Linked DNA regions of Mus musculus: regions 2, 3 and 4 are each linked to region 1. A link is a contact called in public Hi-C and promoter capture Hi-C data. All regions are on one chromosome and are shown on one strand. Each heading gives the region's core, a stretch centred on a gene start, on an enhancer-like site or on the middle of the called end of the contact. The rest is flanking DNA. Distances are from core to core; before and after follow the strand shown. Region 1 holds the start of Emilin3 (elastin microfibril interfacer 3). Region 2 has its middle 59 kb from the start of Gm34980. Region 3 has its middle 18 kb from the start of Gm14221. Region 4 has its middle 18 kb from the start of Top1.

Evidence for each region. Promoter capture Hi-C pulls out the DNA fragments that hold promoters and counts their contacts. A called contact is a pair of places that touch in the nucleus more often than the background predicts.
Region 2: a Hi-C map of cortical neurons shows a contact between it and region 1, with 1.8 times the contacts expected there. The contact joins the enhancer-like site here to the promoter of Emilin3 in region 1. A contact is called at or near these places in 5 of 39 promoter capture datasets (the C10 cell line, HPC-7-derived erythroid cells, liver and 1 more), 2 of 484 Hi-C or Micro-C datasets (the G1E-ER4 cell line and cortical neurons), 1 of 115 datasets of contacts at active chromatin or transcription factors (stem cell-derived neural progenitor cells) and 3 of 9 other capture datasets (adipose tissue, liver and pancreatic islet).
Region 3: a contact with region 1 is called in a promoter capture Hi-C map of neural stem cells. The contact joins the enhancer-like site here to the promoter of Emilin3 in region 1. A contact is called at or near these places in 14 of 39 promoter capture datasets (the 3T3-L1 cell line, the C10 cell line, the HPC-7 cell line and 8 more), 2 of 484 Hi-C or Micro-C datasets (bone marrow-derived macrophages and cumulus cells), 10 of 115 datasets of contacts at active chromatin or transcription factors (craniofacial prominence, embryonic basal ganglia, embryonic forebrain and 7 more) and 2 of 9 other capture datasets (adipose tissue and liver).
Region 4: a promoter capture Hi-C map of hematopoietic stem and progenitor cells shows a contact between it and region 1. The contact joins the enhancer-like site here to the promoter of Emilin3 in region 1. A contact is called at or near these places in 11 of 39 promoter capture datasets (the C10 cell line, the HPC-7 cell line, cranial neural crest and 7 more), 1 of 484 Hi-C or Micro-C datasets (nephron progenitors), 6 of 115 datasets of contacts at active chromatin or transcription factors (craniofacial prominence, embryonic basal ganglia, embryonic hindbrain and 3 more) and 3 of 9 other capture datasets (adipose tissue, liver and pancreatic islet).

What each region holds. Positions count from the first base shown.
Region 1 is chr2:160,909,426-160,914,435 of GRCm38.p6, reverse strand. Emilin3 (elastin microfibril interfacer 3) reads left to right here and starts at 2,097. Exons shown (of 4, transcript NM_182840.2): 1 at 2,097-2,428; 2 at 3,572-3,694; 3 at 4,606-4,829. The coding sequence starts at 2,265. It overlaps Gm35181 (a long non-coding RNA gene), which reads right to left and starts at 2,104. Exons shown (of 6, transcript XR_375190.4): 1 at 1,765-2,104.
Region 2 is chr2:160,430,885-160,435,894 of GRCm38.p6, reverse strand. No RefSeq gene overlaps it. Among named protein-coding and RNA genes, the nearest start is that of Gm34980, 59 kb to the right of the region's middle. Within about 2 kb of position 2,519, at least 66 of the 459 cell types and tissues checked have an H3K27ac peak or open chromatin away from gene starts, as enhancers often do. A contact at or near this core is called in cortical neurons, where this site is marked.
Region 3 is chr2:160,595,985-160,600,994 of GRCm38.p6, reverse strand. No RefSeq gene overlaps it. Among named protein-coding and RNA genes, the nearest start is that of Gm14221, 18 kb to the right of the region's middle. Within about 2 kb of position 2,959, at least 5 of the 459 cell types and tissues checked have an H3K27ac peak or open chromatin away from gene starts, as enhancers often do. A contact at or near this core is called in neural stem cells, where this site is marked.
Region 4 is chr2:160,625,105-160,630,114 of GRCm38.p6, reverse strand. No RefSeq gene overlaps it. Among named protein-coding and RNA genes, the nearest start is that of Top1, 18 kb to the left of the region's middle. Within about 2 kb of position 2,699, at least 57 of the 459 cell types and tissues checked have an H3K27ac peak or open chromatin away from gene starts, as enhancers often do. A contact at or near this core is called in hematopoietic stem and progenitor cells, where this site is marked.

The DNA of each region.
Region 1 (5,010 bases), core at 848-3,347:
ACTAAAACACTCACACCTTAGAGGGCATTCCAGCCACCTGTTTCCTACCAATACCGGGTTCAGGAGAAGAACCAGAAAGCACCATCAGAAGGATCCCCAGAGGGGTTGGAGAGATGGCTTAGTGGTTAAAAACGCTGACTGCTCTTCCAAATGGTCCTGAGTTCAAATCCTGGCAACCACATGGTGGCTCACCACCACCTGTAATGGGATCTGATGCCCTCTTCTGGTGTGTCCAAAGACAGTAACAATGGACCCATATACATTAAATAAATAAATATCACACAAAAGGTGCTTTCTTAAAAAAAAAAAAAAAAGACCACCAGAAAGGCTTAGGTCAGGTATCAGCCTTCAGAGAGCAGGTGGAGAGGGCAGGGCATAGATGTGGATTCAGAGCTGCTCTTTCCAGCATCCTTAATACCACCAGCTTCAAATGAGTTTATTCACACCTCAAAGTTACTTTAAGAAAAATTGTTTCCCGTGTCTGGTTATTTTACCTGCATGCATATGGTGTACCACATGCATGCCTGGTACCCAAGGAGGTCAGAAGAGGGTGCCAGGTCCTCTAGAACTGTCCTCTGGTAGTGCATCAAGTGCTCTTTAATGCTGAACCATCCTTCCAGCCCCTCAGAGTTCCTCTTGAAAGAAAGCAGAGTTGGGGAGACAGATCAGTCGGTGGAGTGCTTGCCTTGCAAGCATGAAGACCTGAATTTGATTTTAAAGAGAAATGGAAAGGAAGAAGGAAAGAAAGAAAGAAGAGAGAGAGAGGAGAGAGAGAGAGAGAGAGAGAGAGAGAGAGAGAGAGAGAGAGAGAGAGAGGAAGGAAGGAAGGAAGGAAGGAAGGAAGGAAGGAAGGAAGGAAGGAAGAAAATGCCAGGCATGACTGCAAGCACTTGTAACCCCAGTACTGGTGTGGTAGAATTGGGATCCACTGGGCTTATTGGGCCAGTTCGCTGGCCAGCCAGCCTAACCTACTTGACAGACTCATAACAGTGAGCAACCTAGTCTCAAAGAAACAAGGTGATAGTCCCTCAGAAGCATTACCTGAGGTTGGACTCTGGCTCCACGTGTATGCAAACACATAGGAATGTAAACCCCACCACACACACACACAGTGAGGGACAGGGACCTCCAAGTAGGCCCAGTATTTCCTTGGTGCAGATACTGGAGGGCCATCTATGGTCCTGTGGGGATGAGACAAAGCCAGAATGAAGTGGTCCTCTTGGATGACAGAATCAGAATTCAGAAAGCCTCTTGCAGGGTAGGCATTTAACAAGGTGATGTCCAATAAGCATGACTGTATAGATGAACTCTTAGGTTACATAGTCATGTTCAGGAATGAAAAAAAGCAGGAAGCCTGGCTTAAGGTAGTTTCTTACGAGGATGCCCTCGCAATATTCTTTGACTAGAAGCTAATAATGAGCCAGACACCAGACTGTGGCCCACCTAATTAAAAGCTTTTATGGGAAACACACGTGCGCGAGGGTGAGGTGGGGGTGTTATTCTTGGAGGGGTTAGAGAGGTAATGGGCACGTGGTACAGCTTACCTAACGGAAACAGACAACGCTGGCCTATCATTGAACTCAGACAGGCAGCCTGGCCACCTTCCCCGGTCTGCAAAAGTTGGTGTGAAGTGAAATCTGCAGTTATCAGATCTCCTGGGTCACCCATAGACAGGGGACACTCTGGCTGGGGAAAGGGTTCCTGGTGTGCCTCTATACAAGTTCATCTCGGGTCCAGGGTCGGGACTATGGTACCCATACTCACTAGACGTTCAAGACTGAAGTGTCCTGCTAGACAGCGAGTCTTAAGAGGTCCCAGCAGGGAGGCCAGGCCTGCCTGCAGGCTTTGCAGCTTTTTGTCCGGTACCCTAAAAGTACACAGGGGCTGCGCGTGTTTGGGGAGCCTCCTGGAATTTAGCGCCCTGCGTCCCGCCTGCTCGTTTCTTAACCTCGTGTTTGCACGCGGCCCTTCGGGCGTCAGCTTGGAGCTGGGGCCGGGGGCTGGCGACGGGGAGGGGGCTGGCGGAGCTCGCGGCGCGGCCCCAAGTTTATGCTAATCCGTGCAGAGCCCGCCTCCCGCCTCCCCTGCGCGGCCCCAGCCGCGAGTAGCCCCGGCCACTCGGCGGGACGCAGCGGCCGCACAGCTCCAGGCGGCCGAACCAGCGCGCTCCGGGGGTCGGTCGCGAGTGGCCGCGGGAGCCCGGAGGGCGAGCGGAGGATCCCCCGCGGGAGGCACCCCGAGGGACAGAGTGACGACCGAGCGCGATGGGCCGCCGTCTGTCCGTGTGGCTGTGCACCGTCGCGGCGCTGCTCTCGGGGGCGCAGGCCAAGGGCACCCCTCTCCTCGCGCGGCCCGCACAGCCCAGTGCCTCCCGTTACAGCCTCTACACCACCGGATGGCGTCCGCGGCTGCGCCCGGGGCCACACAAGTAAGCGCGGGGCCGGGCCACGGCGGGAACCCGAGGGAGGCCCCCGCGTGGCGCGCCGCCACTCCCACCTGCCCGGACCGGCGCGGAGGCGTCGAGATATGGGTACCCCAGCCACCGATGGGGCGGTTCCCCCGACACGATTCTTTGCGCGGGTAGGCGCCCCGCCATCCAGGAGGCTGCGGGGTTGGCGAAGAACAAGTCAGCCGAGGGGGCCTGGCGCGGAGACTGGGATCCTGGCAGTGCCCGTGGAAACCTTTCCAGCGAAGTAACATTTTCCAGCTGCGCTGTGAGCAAACTCCAGGCGCAGCGGACCAGGTGGAGGGAGAGGAGGAAGGGCTGTCCGCGCCTGGAACACACGGGGCTCCCCAGTCCAATGCCTTCTGTCTCTCTTCTGCCTTGCGTGGTTGTAGACAGAGCCATGCTTATTTTAGGTAGTTGCTCCTCCCCTCCTATGGTCTGGCCCCAATAGCCCTGCGGGAGCCCCAAGGTGGGTGAGATGCACAGCTGGTGAGGACTTGTGGGTCCTGGGCTTGTACTGTAGAATGGACAGACTTCCACAGTGGTTTATACAGGAATTTGAATTCCAATCGAATATAAAACCTTGAAGGCAAGTACCCAGCCCACAACCACATTCCGTGAATCCAGGAGCATCAGGGCAGATGTCCTATAAGAGAAGACACGAGTACTGCTCTCGGGAGCAAGGAAATGGCAAAGCCGAGGCTAGAGAGCTTTTTCACAGGAGGAAGGAGGAAAGCCTGATTAAAAAGAAGCCACTAAGTTGTGCTCTAGAAACCTTGAAGGCCAGGATAAGGAGTTTAGAACCAGTGAAGGAGCCCGGGTGGGGGTGGGGGTGAATAGAAAGAAGGCCAAGTGGTTGAGGGAGAAGCTGAGGCGGCCTTTTCAGAGTGGTGTTGGGTAGACACCCAATCTTCTGGTTCAATTGAGCACGTGGCTCAGTAGACAGTAGACACCCATCAAGGACACAGACCCCGTTCAGAAGATATGGACCCCAGGCAGAGGTCCAAGGTTCCATGAAACAAAAATAAAAAAATAAAATAAAATAAATAAAAAAAGATACGGGGAACTCTGAGAGCAAGAGGTGAGCTCGGGCCAAACATTCCAGAGGTGTTCCTTCCCCTGCAGGTCTCTCTGTGCCTATGTGGTACACAGAAATGTGACCTGCGTCCTACAAGAAGGAGCAGAGAGCTATATAAAGGCTGAGTACCGGAACTGTGGGTGGGGACCCAACTGCCCTTCAACAGTCAGGTGAGTGAGTATTTCCCAGGGTATTGCCTCAGCTGGGAACAGAACCACTTCTGCAAAGGGCTGCAGTACCCTGGGCTTCAGAGAACCTATCTGGGCCACAGTGCTTGCTAGAGAGGACCAGGATCCCTGAAAGAGGCCTCAAGAGACCCCAAAATTTTGAGCTTGCAGCAGATCCTCCCCCATAGAGGCAAGGACAGGCTCAGTTTGGAGCCCAGAAGCCTCAGGGATACAAGAGGGAGTCTGGGCCAGAAGATATGACAGAGGCAGAAAGTATAGGGAAAGAGAGGAGAAGTTGATACTTCAGGGGTCCCGACCAGAAGAAGGTGGAAGCCAGAGGCCCTGGTACAGTTCAGACAGGCCGCCCAGGACATGGCATATAACTAAGTCTGTGTTTGGAGAGCTTAAATGTGTATGTCTGAGAACAGACCTATGCCTCATTGTGACAGTGAGTGAACAGGTATGTGGCTGATCAGGTAGAGAAGGGGTTCCTGGTGAGCTCTGCCTGTACCCTTGGCCTTCCCTTCCCACCCACGATCAGAGATGACCTCACACCAGCCTCTGAGAAGAGTCCAGTCCCCTGACTAAGCTAGAGATGGGTGCTAAGAGGGAAAGAAGCTGGTGGGAGCTAAGAGTACCCCGGGGCAGTAAAAGGGGCTGTCGGCCCAGCCCTGATGAGGTACTCCTTCTAATATCAGAGGCTCAAAACTTTGTCAGGATTCTGAGAGGCTCCCTCGGAGCCAGAATGGAATGTCTCTTGGCAGACGGGGACCTAGTGGTCTTGGGAAGATTGGGGTTAAATCCCCGATAGCTTTCTCTTCAAGCAAGCAGTATGGTAGGGCTTCTCCATACGTCCTTCACTCCCAGGGCTCAGAGCCGCTGTAAGACCTGCTCCCTTGTTCTCTCTGATCCAGGTACCGCACAGTGTTCAGACCCAGATACAAGATTGGCTACAAGACCGTGACAGACCTGGCGTGGCGCTGCTGCCCTGGTCTTACTGGGGAAAGCTGCCCTGAACACCTCACAGACCATGGAGCCACCCCACCCCACCAGGAGCCAGAGCCTCAGATTCCCTTGGGGCAGCTGGGCCCAGGTCCCAGGCCTTCTCCTTACAGCAGAGAGGCCCCGCGCCCCCGTGGTGAGTCTGTCCATGGATGTCCTCCAGGGAGGGTTGGGTTTCTTAGGCTTAGTGGCAGGGTTGGGATGGGGGTGGGGGTGGGGGAGGAACTGATGCAGACTGACTAAGCTCTCATAGTTGTGTGTGTGTGTGTGGGGGGGTGCATCTCATGTGAGCCATGACTGTAAAACCCCAACCTTCC
Region 2 (5,010 bases), core at 1,270-3,769, 480 kb after region 1:
CTTTTTTTCGCTGGTCTTCTGAGGTGGGCTCAGTGTACTCTCTCCAGGAAGTCTGTGGTGGTGGTGCCCTTCCTGAAGTGGTTTCAGTGCGACCTCACACCGAAACTGGGCCAAGGCTTCTTTGGGTATTTTTTTTAAAAATCTATTTTGGTAGGGAAGTAATATAGATTTGGAGAGAGAGAGAGAGAGAGAGAGAGAGAGAGAGAGAGAGAGAGAGAGAGAGAGAGAGAGAGAGTTTTCAAAGGTAGAGAGACTTCAAGGTAAGGTAACTGAGGATTGCCAGGCAAAAATGTTGGGTCAGGAAGCAAATGAGAGAGAGGCAATGTCTGAAGAGACTTAATGCTTTCTGGGAAGTCAATATAGCTGGTATGGAGACCTGGAGGAAGGTATAGGGGACAACTGGTATGGAGGAGAGAGAGGGAAGGATTTGGAGAGTTGGATATATGTGTGTGGTACTTTAAGTTGCATCTTGTTTCAAAATTCTCCCCTTGGGGAGTTTTCTGCCCTACAGAGAGAGCCCTGGCAAATGGCAGCCCTGCTAGCTTCAGCTAGAGCGTTTGACTGTAAAGATCATACAAGCCTTGAGTTAGAGGCAGGAGGAAAAGAGGATTTCCTGATTAGCATGTAGGAAAAAGGTCATAGTTCAACACCTCCAACTTGTTCCCTCTCTCTGGGTGTAGGCCTTGTTCGTTCTCTTTCTTCTTGTGGTTCTGAGATGGTTGTCAACAACTCTCTAGGATTAGAACTAAGTTCTATGAAGAAAAATAAGCCAGAAGAGTGTATTAGGGGGTGCTCTGGAGGAAAAGTTCTAAAGAAAAGAAGAGAAGAGGAGAGGAGAGGAGAGGAGAGGAGAGAAGAGGAAAGAAAAGACGTAGTAGTATTTTCCCTAGTGAACTCTGACAAAGATTTGATGTTTATCACAATGGGTGAGTCTAAGTGTGACGTCATGTGCTGTGCCCTGGCTCCTCTGCCCCCACACATGCCCAACTGCACTGTTGGAACCCAGAGATTGCATGGGTGGAAAGAGATTGTTATCGGTGGGTGAATAGGTCACATGACAAGGCAAAGAGGCACATATGTAGTATGGAGAACTGTCAAGACTGTAGCCTGATGAGTGCCCAAGAAAGAAAGGCCAGGAAGTGAAATCTAGTCAAGCCGGTGGGTGTGTTGACACATTGTCCCCTTGACGAAGGTGTGTGGCTTTATAGATTGAATTATTGGCACATTGTAGTCCTAGTTGTATTGCTGTTCCGATGGCATCATTGTATGTTAATTTGGATCTCCTCAAATGTAGTTAGGGTGATGACAGCTGCTTCAGCTGATATGCTCTTAAAATAACATTGCCTTAAAAATTCCTCAGATAAATTCCCAAGTGTGAGTTCTTGCTTGTCAGTGCTGGGATGCGGGTCCATATGGTCACTCAGGGATAGAAACACCTTTCTTGTGGCTTCACCATCTCCTTGGATCTTAGAGTCCTTTCTTCCAGCTAGCAGACAGGGAAAACGAAGAAGAGAAATCACCTGCTTCCTAAACACCTCAGGCAGGGAGGAGTAGCTGTGTAGCTTCATGTAGCTCAAGAGGGGCTAGAAAATGTCATCCTGCCTATGTAGCCAGGGTCCAACACTATGATCTATGGAGCAGGAGAGTGCCATCTTGGGTAAACCATTTAACAATTTTGTCATGCCTTCCAAGTATGCTGCCCCAAATTGTGTTTAAAGTTGTGGATCAGAACATGTGGAAAACATTGCAGAACTCATAGAACCCTGAAGGGGTTTCAGGCATCAAAGTGACACAACAGACCATCTTGGGCTCTAGAGGCATGAAGGGAATGACACCAGTTGAAGGAAGGAGGGGACCAGGTTCCTGCTGTCTCCACTTCTGTCCTGTTTTTTTTTTTTGTTTGTTTTGTTTTGTTTTTTGTTTTGAAGGGTACCACACCCCAAGGGACCCTGTGTTTATATTCTTCTCCCATACACATGAGTCAAACTTAGAGAAGTGAATTGACTTGACCAAGGTATTCTGGGCCTCAGGTGGGTTGTCACCAGAGGTAGTGGTTTATATTTGGAAAAGTTATCTTGGGATTTTGTGGTTTTGTGTGTACATTAGTACCGTGTCATGGTGTCTTAGGAGGCAGAAAGGCATACGCATGGGGCCTAGGGGGTTGGCAGGTGGATTACACAGGTTTTGTGCCTCTACTTGGGCTTCACTCTTCCTCTTTCCTGCCTATACCTCCAGGTCTCTAACACAGATCCTTCATGGGCACCCTCTTTGTCTCCCAGAAGTATACCCAGTGGTTCCTGGCCCTGGTGGGGAGGGGCACCGTAGACATGCTCCCCCGACTAGAGGAGCCAGTTCTGCTGACTGGGTGGTTAGGGCCCACGCACTGGGACCTGGGGAGACTGAGAGGAGAAAGTGGCTGCTGAGCGCAGCTCTGCGAGGCCTGGTGATTTATGAGAAACAGCTTCAGTAGGCCATCTGGACCAGGAGCTTCAGGAAGCACATCCTGTGTGGAGGCGCAGGCAGTGTGGGAGCCCTGCCAGAGAGGAGGAGGGCTGCCAGGGGACGGACGGGAGGAGGAAGGGATGAGGAGAGAGACTGGGGCAGAGGCAACATGGAAAGCTGTAACCGTGAAATCACATCGATCCAGGCGTTTACATGTGCAGAAACTTCAGATAGGACCTTATTAACCCTCAGCGCTTCTCTCTCTCTCTCTCTCTCTCTCTCTCTCTCTCTCTCTCTCTCTGTGTGTGTGTGTGTGTGTGTGTGTGTGTGTGTGTGTGTGACTGACTGTGTCTGTGTACATTTGTGTGTCGTCTGTGTATGCACATGTATGTGGAGGCCAGAGATTAACATTTGGTATCATCCTCGGGTTGATACAACATGCCCAGCTTTCTACACGGATGCTGGGGATCTGAACCCAGGTCCTCATCCTTGTGTTGCAAGCAGTTCCCCAACTAAGCCATCTCCCCAGTCCTAAGGGCCTCAATTTCAGCAACTTGGAAATGAAATGACTATGTCCACCATGCTGCTGAGAGACTTAAATGGAGCATGGCGTTGTAAGCACCCAACTCGATGCCTTGAAGGGAGGAGGCTGATGCTGCTGAGCCTCTTCCTCTCCTGGGCTGAGCATTCATTGATGTGCTGGGGTTGCAAAGATGCCCAGAGCTTACAGTGCGGTGATGAAGGCAGCCTGTTTTATAACACTTGAGGTGTTTACAGTGAACTCAGGGAATTCAGAGGCAAGAATAGCTAGCACTGCCTGGAGGTGACATTTGAACTGGGTTTAGAGAAGTCTGAGGTAAGGGACCAGTGAAGGGGGAGTGAGGGGACCGGCCTGAGGAGAGCTGTGCTGTCAAATATCAGTCCATTCCCTCATACTGCTAGCTCTCATGGTCCAATCAATCTGACTGCCTCTCATTGTCTACATCTGGATGTTGATGGCCATAGTAAGACTCATCATGCTTAAACAGGGTTGTCCATCTCTCCCCACCTTACACACCAATCCTCTTATCATGGATCTTTCCCATCTTGGCAAACAGTACCACACCAAACTACAAGAAACCCCAAACGAGAATATCCCTCCAACTTTGATATATTCCTTTCTCCCCCACCCACTTCTAATTTGTGCCAAGTGGCACTGCTGCCTTTGGGATTCTGCAGTGTTGCGATCCTTACCACGCCCCCCTCCAAGTTCAGTCTAGCTGCACAGCGTCCCAGGTCTATTCCAAGCATATCCAGAACCTATTTGAGTCTGTGTCCATCCCCACCACCACCCTATAGTCTAAACTGTGTTGTGCTGTTGTTGTTTTAGAATTTTAAGATACGGTCTCTTGTAGGTCAGGCTGGCCTCAGCTTTGCTCTGTAGCCTTGAACATGTGACCCTCCTGCCTCTCCCTTCCAAGTGCTGAGCTTGAAGGGGTGACTCACTACCCTTATCCTATTGCTCTTGGTTTTTGGAAACAGTATTTCACTCAGAGAACTTTCCATAGTATGAGGATATATTTGGCCTCAAACTTGTGTCGATCCTCCTGCTTCTCTCTGTCTTCTGAGTTCACTGAGCCACTGTGGCTGGCTACACAGTCGAGTTTTCCTCCAGATAGCCACCATGAGCTTGGGACTCATTTTTCTTTTTCCAAGTTGTTCTTTCATAGCTACTCTCCTCGGAGACTAGGTTAGCCTCCTCACAGCTGCCAGAGTGGTCTTTATAAAAGGCCAAATCTAAACATACCCCTGCCTAAGTCCTTTACCAGCTAATTGTACCATATTTTGATATAATAAGAAAACTCTTCTTATCTAGCGGTGTTTATTTCTTGCTTATGTGTTTGATGGCTGGCTGAAGCTTGGTTGCTCTAGATGGGATTCAGGATTTGGCTCCACTCTGTAGATCAAGTCCAAGTCTTCCTTAAACATTGCTCATTCTCATTGGACTAGTGGTTACTGAGACATGATTTTATTTTAATCATGAAATAAAAGGAGTCCTATGGGTCAGGCCCATCGATAAAAGACTGTTCTTCAGTCTCAGCTCCCAACACACTGACTCCTATCCTATTGCTCACAGGAAATGGTGTGGCCAAGTCAAGAAGGAAGGAAGTATAGTATGTTGCCATGAGGCCGTAGCAAAGGTGTGGATACACAATGTATGATAATGGAATGGAGAATTGGGACCAATAATTCAATCTTCAAGAAAAGCCTTTAAGGGCTGTAGATAATGTCACTGAACTTGGAATGATCTTCAGGAACCAGCTCCTGTGAGATGTTGCCTGTCTTACTTCTTGAGTGGTTGCCCCTTGACACACTCCTTGGCTGTGCTGTGTTCTATGATGTTCCTTAGCCTTTCTCTCATGGTTATCTTCTTGTCGATGTGACACAAGGTCGAGTCATTTGAGAAGAAGGAACTTCAATAGAGGAAGTACCTCTACAAGGCTGGCCTGCGAGGCAGACATTTTCTTCATTAGTGGCTGATATAGAAAGGGTCCAGTCCACTGTGGGTAGTGCCGACCCTGGGCACTT
Region 3 (5,010 bases), core at 1,710-4,209, 310 kb after region 1:
TCAGACCAGCTGTGGAGCATACAGAAACTTTGTCTCAAAACCAATGAAACAGAAATCACACTCTGTAACAGGGTTCTTTGTTACATGCCGAGGAACTGCAGTTGGGAACTATGAATTTACTTTTTGTATCTAAAGCACTACATTCCTATGAGCGCTATAAGCTGTGTCCCTAATAAAAAGCATTGCATTTCATGACATGTGTGTGGAGTTGCAGATCTGACCCAAGCTGTTTGGGCAGCGTTGGTTGGCACTGTGTGTCAGAGTGTCTGTTATGTCCCAAACTTAGGCTGCAGTGAAGCCTGGCGGTGTAAGACAGGGGAACACTGCGGGGACACCTTGCAGTCATTACGTGTCGGATTTTAAATTAATATTTTCTTGTTGAGTGGTAAGAACCTTTTACTGTTGATTATATATATATATATATATATATATATATATATATATATATTTGTTCAACTTCCATAGCCAGTTCTATGACTGACTGAGGAGGGGCTGTGATCCTGACTTGGGAAGTTTTAAGCCAGGATCTGTGTTCTCTTCAGGAAGACTTAGTTTTAAGTGAAAACATGGGATCTCACGACAGTGTCTCAGTGCAAAGGGTGCACATCCCTACTGCTTTGGCCCTCAGGGATTTGCTTCATCAGATGTGAGCCAGCAATGAGGGGCACAGAGCCCTGCTACTGAACTTCCAGTGCAAAGAAGTTGCTCGAGAATAACTGGTGCCGTTTTTATCTTTCTCTGTGTGATATAGAAAAAAAAAATCAAATAAAGAATATCGGACCTTCTGTTGTTAGCTTGGTCCTTTTTTTCCTAGGAGGTTATTAGGACAGACTCATGAGCATCTTCTTCTTTCAGTCTGTGATTGGTGTTAAGTCAGCTTTTTGCAACTGTGGTAAATATGGAAGAAACTGACGTATAAAGAGAAGCCATTGGCCTTGTTGCTTTGGGTTTATGTCAGACAGCATGTCACGGCGGGAGTCTGTAGTGGTGCTAAGCCACTCACAGAATCCCCCAGAATCCTGTCCAGGAACATAGTTCCTGGGACGTAAAGGCTTCCAAGAGTTCTTGCCTCTTAAAGGCCCCCCCCCGCACCCCCCCCAGGAACTCTGCCTGGGAAGCAAGCCTTAACACATGGGCCTTCAAAGAGTGCTTAACATTCAAATCATAGCAAGAACTTGCCTGCACCTGTTATATTTTCAAGTTAGTGTTGCTGGGCAAAGAATTATTAGCATATCCTCCATTACTGACTCTTTTTAAAATGTTACTTCATTTTCTCTTGACATAAAGCCTTGCTAAATAATATTTGAATTTATTTTCTCATGTCAGTTATTTATTTATTTATTTATTCTGCCAAGACACAGAAAGATTTTTCCCTTTTCCCCTGAAGATTTGGAAATTTTTATTTTATTTATTTATTTATTTATTTATTTATTTTGGTTTTTCGAGACAGGGTTTCTCTGTGTAGCCCTGGCTGTCCTGGCACTCACTTTGTAGACTAGGCTGGCCTCAAACTCAGAAATCCGCCTGCCTCTGCCTCCTGGGATTAAAGGCGTGTGCCACCACGCCCGGCTTCGAATGTCATTTTGAAATAGGCAACAGGTTCCATTCTGTTCTGAGAGTGTCTCTCTGGTGTGGTTTTCCTGTTGGTGGGAATGCTGTTTTATTCCTCATTTGTTTGTTTTTGTTTTTATTTTTTGGTTTTCTTTGTTTGTTTTGTTTTGTTTTGTTTTGCTTGATTTAACTTCCTATGAGATTTGGCCTCAAAACTTTCCTACAGTTTGCCTTTTGTGAAAGTGCTTTTCCTGAACTGAAGGAATCACAAAAGGTTGACGTTCTTAACTGGAAGAGCACCCACTTTCTTGTGCAGTTTTAAGGAGGCATAAAAAAAGATAGTGACCTTTCGAGGGGCGTGGGGTGGGTGGGGTAGCAGTGGGGTGTTCTTGGCTTAATTTTCGGCCTCTCCTTATATTGGACCTTTCTCCTACTTTCTGATTGCTCTGATCCCACTCATTTTTATGTGGGATTTGGAGAGATTAATAAGCTCTGTGGGCATAGCTATGATTTCCCCAGTAAGGTGTAGTGCATTTATTTGCAAGGCTGGAGGAGGCTATGACAGACAGCATTTTCCTATCTATTTGGAGTTGACCTTGAACTCCTGTTTCGAAATGGGAGGTGTACTGGCTGGTTTGGGGTGTCAACTTGACACAGGCTGGAGTTATCACAGAGAAAGGAGCTTCAGTTGGGGAGATGCCTCCTCGAGGTCCAGCTGTAAGGCATTTTCTCAGTTAGTGATCAAGGGGGAAAGGCCCCTTGTGGGTGGGACCATCTTTGGGCTGGTAGTCTTGGGTTCTATAAGAGAGCAGGCTGAGCAAGCCAGGAGAAGCAAGCCAGTAAAGAACATCCCTCCATGGCCTCTGCATCAGCTCCTGCTTCCTGACCTGCTTGAGTTCCAGTCCTGCATCCTTTGGTGATCAACAGCAGTATGGAAATGTAAGCCGAATAAACCCTTTCCTCCCCAACTTGCTTCTTGGTCATGATGTTTGTGCAGGAATAGAAACCCTGACTAAGACAGGAGGTCCTGTTTCTAGGATTCTAAAATTACAGGCACTCACTACTGCACCCAGTCTCAGATCAGTCTGTCTAATGGCAAGCTGCTTATTGAGCCATAGGCAAGACGAGTTCATAAATGTCGGAGAGTTAATTGTTTCTGTGTTGGGTTGGCCAGGCTTCCAGCTCTGGTCCCCCATTCAGGCCCCACAGGTTTAACCTTCGCTCCTTGTACTTGGCTCAGGAGAGAGTTACATACAGTGCGTTTCCCACCTCTGGTGTTTGCTGGGTCCTCTGGGGCATTTCTTCGTAGCGCAGGTTCTGGAGAACAGGAGGAAGGTACTACTGACTCCACTACCCAAGAAAAAGGGATGAACCTGGGTTGTGAAGGGCCTGCTGTGTGAGCCTGCACCGCCACCTGCTGGCCATAAGTTTAATTACACAGCAGAGAGGTTGCAGTTCCCCCCTCAGCCAATGGAGTGGATTCTTTACCCTTCTATTCCCAAAGGCAAACTTATGTTAATATAATGATGATAATAATAGCAGAGAAAGAATTTCTCTATTGTTTAGACGTTTACACCTTTGTTTTTGGTTTTAATGAGCAGGGTCTCTCTACATAGTTCTGGCTGTCCTGGAACTTGCTTATGTAGATCAGACGTGCCTCGAGCTCAGAGATCCATCTGCTTCTGTCTCCTGAGTGCAGGGATTAAAGGTGTGTGCCACCACGTCTCTAGCCATGTCCTTTCTTTTTAGAAACGTAAATAATGTGTATTTATTTTCTTACAGCTCTAGAGACTCTGGCTATTTACATCGGCAGGGATAGGAGGGGGTAGGAGATTCAGATGCTGAGACTCGATGCTGAACTCGACTTCACTAGTTGCCAGAGAGTAAGGTGGCGTTGATTCACCTTCCCGTTTCCAGGTCTGGTTGTGCTGGGCAGGATAAAGAGGCCCAGGCTTAGTTCATAGGACTCGTGGTCTCCTTCTCTTGGGAGAAGGGACTCTGCAGACATGGACCTTGAGGTTGCACGGGCTTCCTGGGGTGCTTTGATCTGATCACCTGAGCATCACAGAGAATGGTCCCTCTCTGTGAATAGAGACCTTGTCTTGGCTTCAGTTAGAGACACAACATCGAAGGGTTGGAAGCTGGAGGTGGGAAACACAAGTAAAGAGTCTAAGTGGCTTCTGGAAACTGAATTTTCTAGAAGGAAGTTGTGCTCGTGTGGCTGGCTGAGTGATTAGAACTTCCTGGTGGTGGGAAGTCGGGCACTGTGGAAATGGAGCCAAAATTATCAGGGAGTTCTTTTTAGTACCCCAATGGCTACTAGGTGCCCATCTCTGTCTGACCTAAAATCCTTTCCTGAATGTATGTGCGTGCATATGTGTGTTCATGTGTGTGCAGGTACATGTGTGTGGAGGCCAGGAGATAATGTCATATGTTGTTACTTAGGAGATGTCCACGGCTTATGTTTTTTTTTTTTTAAAGATTTATTTTATTTATATGAGTATACTTGTAGCTGTCTTCAGACACACCAGAAGAGGGCATCAGATCTCATTACAAATGGTTGTAAGCCACCATGTGGTTGCTGGGATTTGAACTCAGGACCTTCAGAAGAGCAGTCAGTGCTGTTAACCACTCAGCCGTCTCTCCAGCCCATTATGTTTGTTTTTAAAAATTAATCAATTAATTAAATAAATCAAATTATTGTATTTATATATGTTTAATATATAAATGTAACATATCTTATAAAATATATATTTCATAAATAAATAAATTCAATCAACAGAGCAATTAATTAATTACTTACTAGAGTGGTGGGTGAGTAGGTGGCAGTCAGAAGACAACTGTAGGAGATTTTTACTTTCTTCTACCATGTGTGTTCTCAGGATTGAACTCAGGTCACCAGGATTGGTGACAAACACTCACACTCACTGACCCATCTCAATGTCCCTGCCTTGTATTGGTACAGACTCTTCTCTCAGTGGTCTAGAGTTTGCCATTTATGCTAGCTGGCTGGCTAGCAAGCCCCGAGGCTCTGTATGCCTCTGCTTTCCAAGTGTGGTGATCCTAAGTGCATGCATGCCATGGCACACAGCTCTTATACAGAACGCCTGGGGATTGGATACAGGTCTTCATACCCGTATAGAAAATACTTCAATGACAGAGCGATACCCTTGAGATGCTAATATCCTTTTGACTATGAGGTAGACTATTCCAGAATGTATCAGCCTAGCAGATTGCTAGCTTCCATTATCCCCAAAGTTAAAAGTGTCACCAGGTAGCATCTGAGACCTGAGATCCTGGCTTTGCTATGGCTTACCTAACCAATGGCTCCACCTACCTATGTGAGCAATGCCTTGACGTGGGGCCTCCTTTTGTTCTGTAACTATAAAAATATCATGAGAACATTGCCACATTGGAATGCATTTTGGGGGGGGGGCGCGGAGAACCCGAGCCCGTGTT
Region 4 (5,010 bases), core at 1,450-3,949, 280 kb after region 1:
TCCTCCCTTCCTCCCTCCCTTCCTTCCTCCCTCCCTTCCTTCCTTCCTCCCTTCCTTCCTTCCTTCCTCCCTCCCTCCCTCCCTCCCTTCCTTCCTTCCTTCCTTCCTTCCTCCCTCCCTTTCTCCCTTCCTTCCTTTCATTCTTCCTTTCTTTTTAATGACAACACAACTTATTTGAAATCTATTTCTTTTTCTTAAGCATTTGTTTCGGAACCAGGAGACAGAATGCTAGGAGTGTATTTGCAGAAATCTTTGCAGAATGTCTACTTCTGGGAGCAAATGAGAAACAAACGTGGCTTCCTCTCAAAACCTAGAGCTATTCGTGGTGCTCGTGGGTAACACATCCCTCAACAAGGCCTGTTCGTATCCCCTTCAAATGCTCAGTGCTGAACACCTCTCCGCATTCCCTTTGCTTCCACTTTAACCTAAATCTCCATCACCTCCACCTGGTGGAATGAGGGTGGTGGCGTACCATGCTTCTGTCTTCCTCCCACTGGGCCCTGCCACACCCAGAACAAGCGGTCCTTCGAATCACAGGGATTTTCTGAATGCAGCATCCCTGCACTGCTACACCAAGTACTGCCAGTGGCTCTCTCACTTAGAGTAAGGTCAAAGTTTTTATGGCAGTCTTTCAGACCCACTCTACTTGCTTCCCTGTCAGCCATCTTTAACACTGCTTGTCTGCTGGCACTGTCTGATAACCACATGGATCCTCCCTCTCTCTCTCTCTCTCTCTCTCTCTCTGTTTTTTTTTTTTTTTTTTTTTTTAAGACAGGGTTTCTCTGTGCAGCCCTGGCTGTCCTGGAACTCACTCTGTAGACCAGGTTGGCCTCGAACTCAGAAATTCTCCTGCCTCTGCCTCTGCCTCCCGAGTGCTGGGATTAAAGGCGTGCGCCACCACTGCCCGGCCACCTGGATCTCTTTAAGATGCTCGCCAACACACTTGCCCACCAGCCCAGGCCCTTTGCGTTTGAGGATACTTTTGCCTACAGCCTCTTTCCCTCAGCTATCTCCACAGCTCAGTCCTCTTTGTCTTTCATCTCCCTCTCAGTACTCTGAGATTATAACCACTCCACTTAGCTCTTCCCACCGATCATTCCCTCGTTGTCTCTCCAGGGCTTACATATATCTATTTTGCCTGTTTGGTTAATACTTTTCAGACGCTCCCCCAGTCTGTTTTTGAGACACAATCTCAGTAGGTAGCCCTAGCTGACCTACGGACTCACTAAGTTTAACCAGATTGGCCTGAGGCTCACAAAGCTCAGCCTGTCTCTAGCTCTGCCTCTCTAGAGCCCCAGGGTTAAAAGTGGAGCTGCCCTGCTTAGCCATAGGATGTAATCTTGATGAAGACAGAGGTTTGTTTGTTTTCGAGACAGGGTTTGTCTGTGTAGCCTTGGCTGTCCTGGAACAGCTTCTGTAGACCAGGCTGGCTTCAAACTCAGAGATCTGCCTGCCTCTGCCTGCCTCTGCCTACGGAGGTTTGTTGTTGTTGAATTGTACTTATTTATTCTGTGGCTGGCTTCTTTCTCTGAGCATAGTGTGCTACCTTTAATCCTTCTATGTGGGTACCTACTTCTGATGTGTCAAGCAGGGTAGCAAGAGAACCCCAGCCAGGGTCTTTGTTATCATTCCTGCCTCAGTTCTCCAGCTTCGCACCTGCCCATTAACTCACTCAGACTTTAATCAAAAGCCCCCCCAACCCCCCAACCGCACCGTGAACCTTCTCTGAGCTCCACGACAGCTGAGCTAACTCCTATCTCATTCCCCTATAAGCTCCCCTCTATGCTTGCTTCTTTCTCTAAGCCTTCTGTTTTCTTTGTCCTGGGTTCTCGGACTTAGCTATTTCCATCCATGCATGAGTGTGGGCCTCTTGTCTCATCTGCTCCTCCCCCCCCCCGCCCCCACTCCTTTTTTTTTTTTTTTTTTTTGGTTAAGTAATTTTAAGATGTGTTTATACATGTGTGTGTATAGTCAGATCCTCTGATACTGTGATATGCTATGGGCCATCTTCCTCCCAGTGCATGATATGCCTAACCATAGCACTTTGCATACACAAACACATGTCTCTGGAGTCAGAGCCCCATCTCTGAGGTGGGGATGTCTCTCCTGTTTCTCTCCCCTCTGGATTTCTGGTTGCTGCTGGCTCTCCACATAGTCTTCCTCAGCTCGTTTCAGAAACCAGAAGTTTCTTCTTCTCATATTATCAACAGTTATTTGCAAACAAACGATAATGCTTTGGTGATGGGTTTCTCGCTCTGCCACTCAAGCTGGCTATGCTTTTCTCAGGTCTCCTGTCTCAGGCTCCTTAGTCACTGTGCACCTGGCTACACTCAGCTGTACATAGTTTATGCATCAGTTGACTTGACCCCAAGAGGAACTATTACAGTCTCAATCTTACAGATGAGAGAACTACGGGCTTCTTGCTTTGTTGGTGCCTCCTAGTTCCAAGTCAACAGTTTCTCTCTTCTACATAATAGAAGTGACCTATTAAGGGCTGATTTTTGTGACCTCTCGTTTTTTACCTCCTGAAACCTGCCATCTCCCTACCCCAGCCCCTCACGCTATGAAGTCATCCTTGTTATTTTTTAACTGCTGTTATCTGTGATTGGCCCCATGTCCACATCGCTCTACCCACACTGCTCTGGCACCCTCTCTTTACCCAAGCCAAACGTCGACTGACCACAGGTGGCTTTTTTGCTTGAGCACGTATGAGCTATGGCAGGGTTTCACTTCCCCTTCCATTCTCAGCCCAGCTTTGTTGGCCTCTGTGATTCTTGCTTGCCCTAACTGGGACATAGCAAACCTCACAGTGGGCCTGGGCATTTCTGGTTCCCAAATCACAACTGACATCCAAGAAGGAAGAAGACGGCTAAGTGCCTTGTTCTGTTCTAGAGCCTATGATAGTCATGGCGACACAGAATGCAATTCTGAAAGGCCTCAGCTTCTAGGTACATCCAAGTGCCTTTTTGGGGGGGGGGGGGGTTGGTTTTTTGAGACAGGGTTTCTCTGTATAGCCCTGGCTGTCCTGGAACTCAATCTGAAGACCAGGCTGGCCTCGAACTCAGAAATCCACCTGCCTCTGCCTCCCGAGTGCTGGGATTAAAGGCATGTGCCACCAGGCCCGGCTCCAAGTGCCCTTCTTATGGGCTCCTGATGTTGTAATTGGCTTAATTCTCTCCTCTCTCTGGATTTTGATGGTTGAGGACCTTTCTGCAGCACAGCTGACCTTTAGCTGCCCTTTGGCCAGCAACATACTGCTCAGACTCTGTATGGGAAAATCACCTGCCCTATGTCTTCCGCAGCTCAAATCTCAGACTAGCCCAAAATGTTTTACTTGGGTTTATCACCCATAATTTTTTCTCTCTCTCAGCTGGATAGTGCAGTATATCATCGCAAAAGCAATTTATGAAAGTCTTTCAACACGAAATATGAAAAAATGCAAATAAAAATGGGATCCAGATGGGGAGATGGTCTGGTGACCTTAACTCAATCCCTGCTACCCCCACAAAAAGCCAGATAGATATATGAGGCCAGTACTCTGTAGAGGTGGGAGGGTCTCTATGATTGAGGCCAGCCTAGTCTATATGGTAAACTCTGAGACAGCCAGGATTACACAGACAGACCTAGTCTCAATACAAGAAAAATTAAAAAGCCAGCCATGATGGTACACATAGGTAATACCCATGGTAAACAGGGGGATCAAACAACTCTCAGGCCAGTGTGCAGCCTGGGGTCAGAAATAGTCAAGAGAGACCCTGCTTTAGAAGCACAATAGTGTGGGCCTTTTCTTAAGAACACAGTATATGTCGGGTATAGAGGCACATGTCTTTAATCTGAGCACTCAGGAGGCAGAGGCAGATAGACTTTTGAGGCCAGCCAGGTGGTCGTGGCTCACACCTTTAATCCCAGCACCTGGGAGGTAGAGGCAAGTGGATCTTGGAGTTCAAGGCCAGCCTGATCTACAGAGTGAATTCCAGATGGCCAGAGCTACACAGAGAAACCCTATCTCAAAATGAAACAAACCAAAATGGGAGGAAAGAAGAGAACTAACATCCTAAAAAACTATTCTCTGTGCCGCAGTATACATGCACCTATGCCACGCACACACACACACACACACAATGTACAAGTCGATAAATCTGATCAACTGAGCACACCTGTATGACCTATACATAATCAAAAAGTTAAACATTGCCAGCACTTAGAACCTCACCCCTATTTCCTCCTCCAACAAAACTCCAAAGGTGGCCACTATTCTGAAAACTTCCAAGGTAGAGATGCATGAGTCTGGCCTGGTTTGGCCCCACCAATGCAATTTCAAAAGAAATGTCTCCGTGACCACCAGCCTCTTGGTGTTTTGTTTTGTTTTTGTTTTTTAGGCAAGGTCTCTAGATAACTCTGGCTGTCCTGGGACTTAGTCTGGAGACCTGGCTGGCCTCAAAAGTCTATCTGAATGCTCAGATTAAAGGTGTGTGCCTCCACACCCGACACCTACTGTGTTCTTAAGAAAGGGCCCAGGCTATGTCTGATCACTTCCTCAGATGTTGAAGCTCTCTTCCCACTACTGCTTTTTTCCCCATCCAAGGGAAACTAGAGACTCTGGGAGGCACTTCTTACCTATCTGACTACTCCTGGCCTTGACTACTCTCAATGATGAGAAAAATTGTCACTGTACAAGGTCCCCTATTGCACTGACAAGACTACTCTGGTAACTTGGTTTTAGGTGGTTTTATTTTTATTTTTTTATGTATGGGTGCTTTGGCCATATGTCTGTGTACCACATACATGTGTGGTGCCCTACGAGCCAGAAGAGGGGCTTGGATTTCCTGGAACTAGAGTTATAGATGGTTGTGACCTGCCATATGTGTCCTGTGAATAGAAGCTGGTCTTCTGGAAGAGCAGCAAGTGCTCTTATATTCTTACTTGCTGAGCCATCTCTCCATCCTTAGACACCCCCCTCCTCTGTGTGTGTGTGTGCGTGTGTGTGTGTGTGTTGCATGTGTAGGTAGT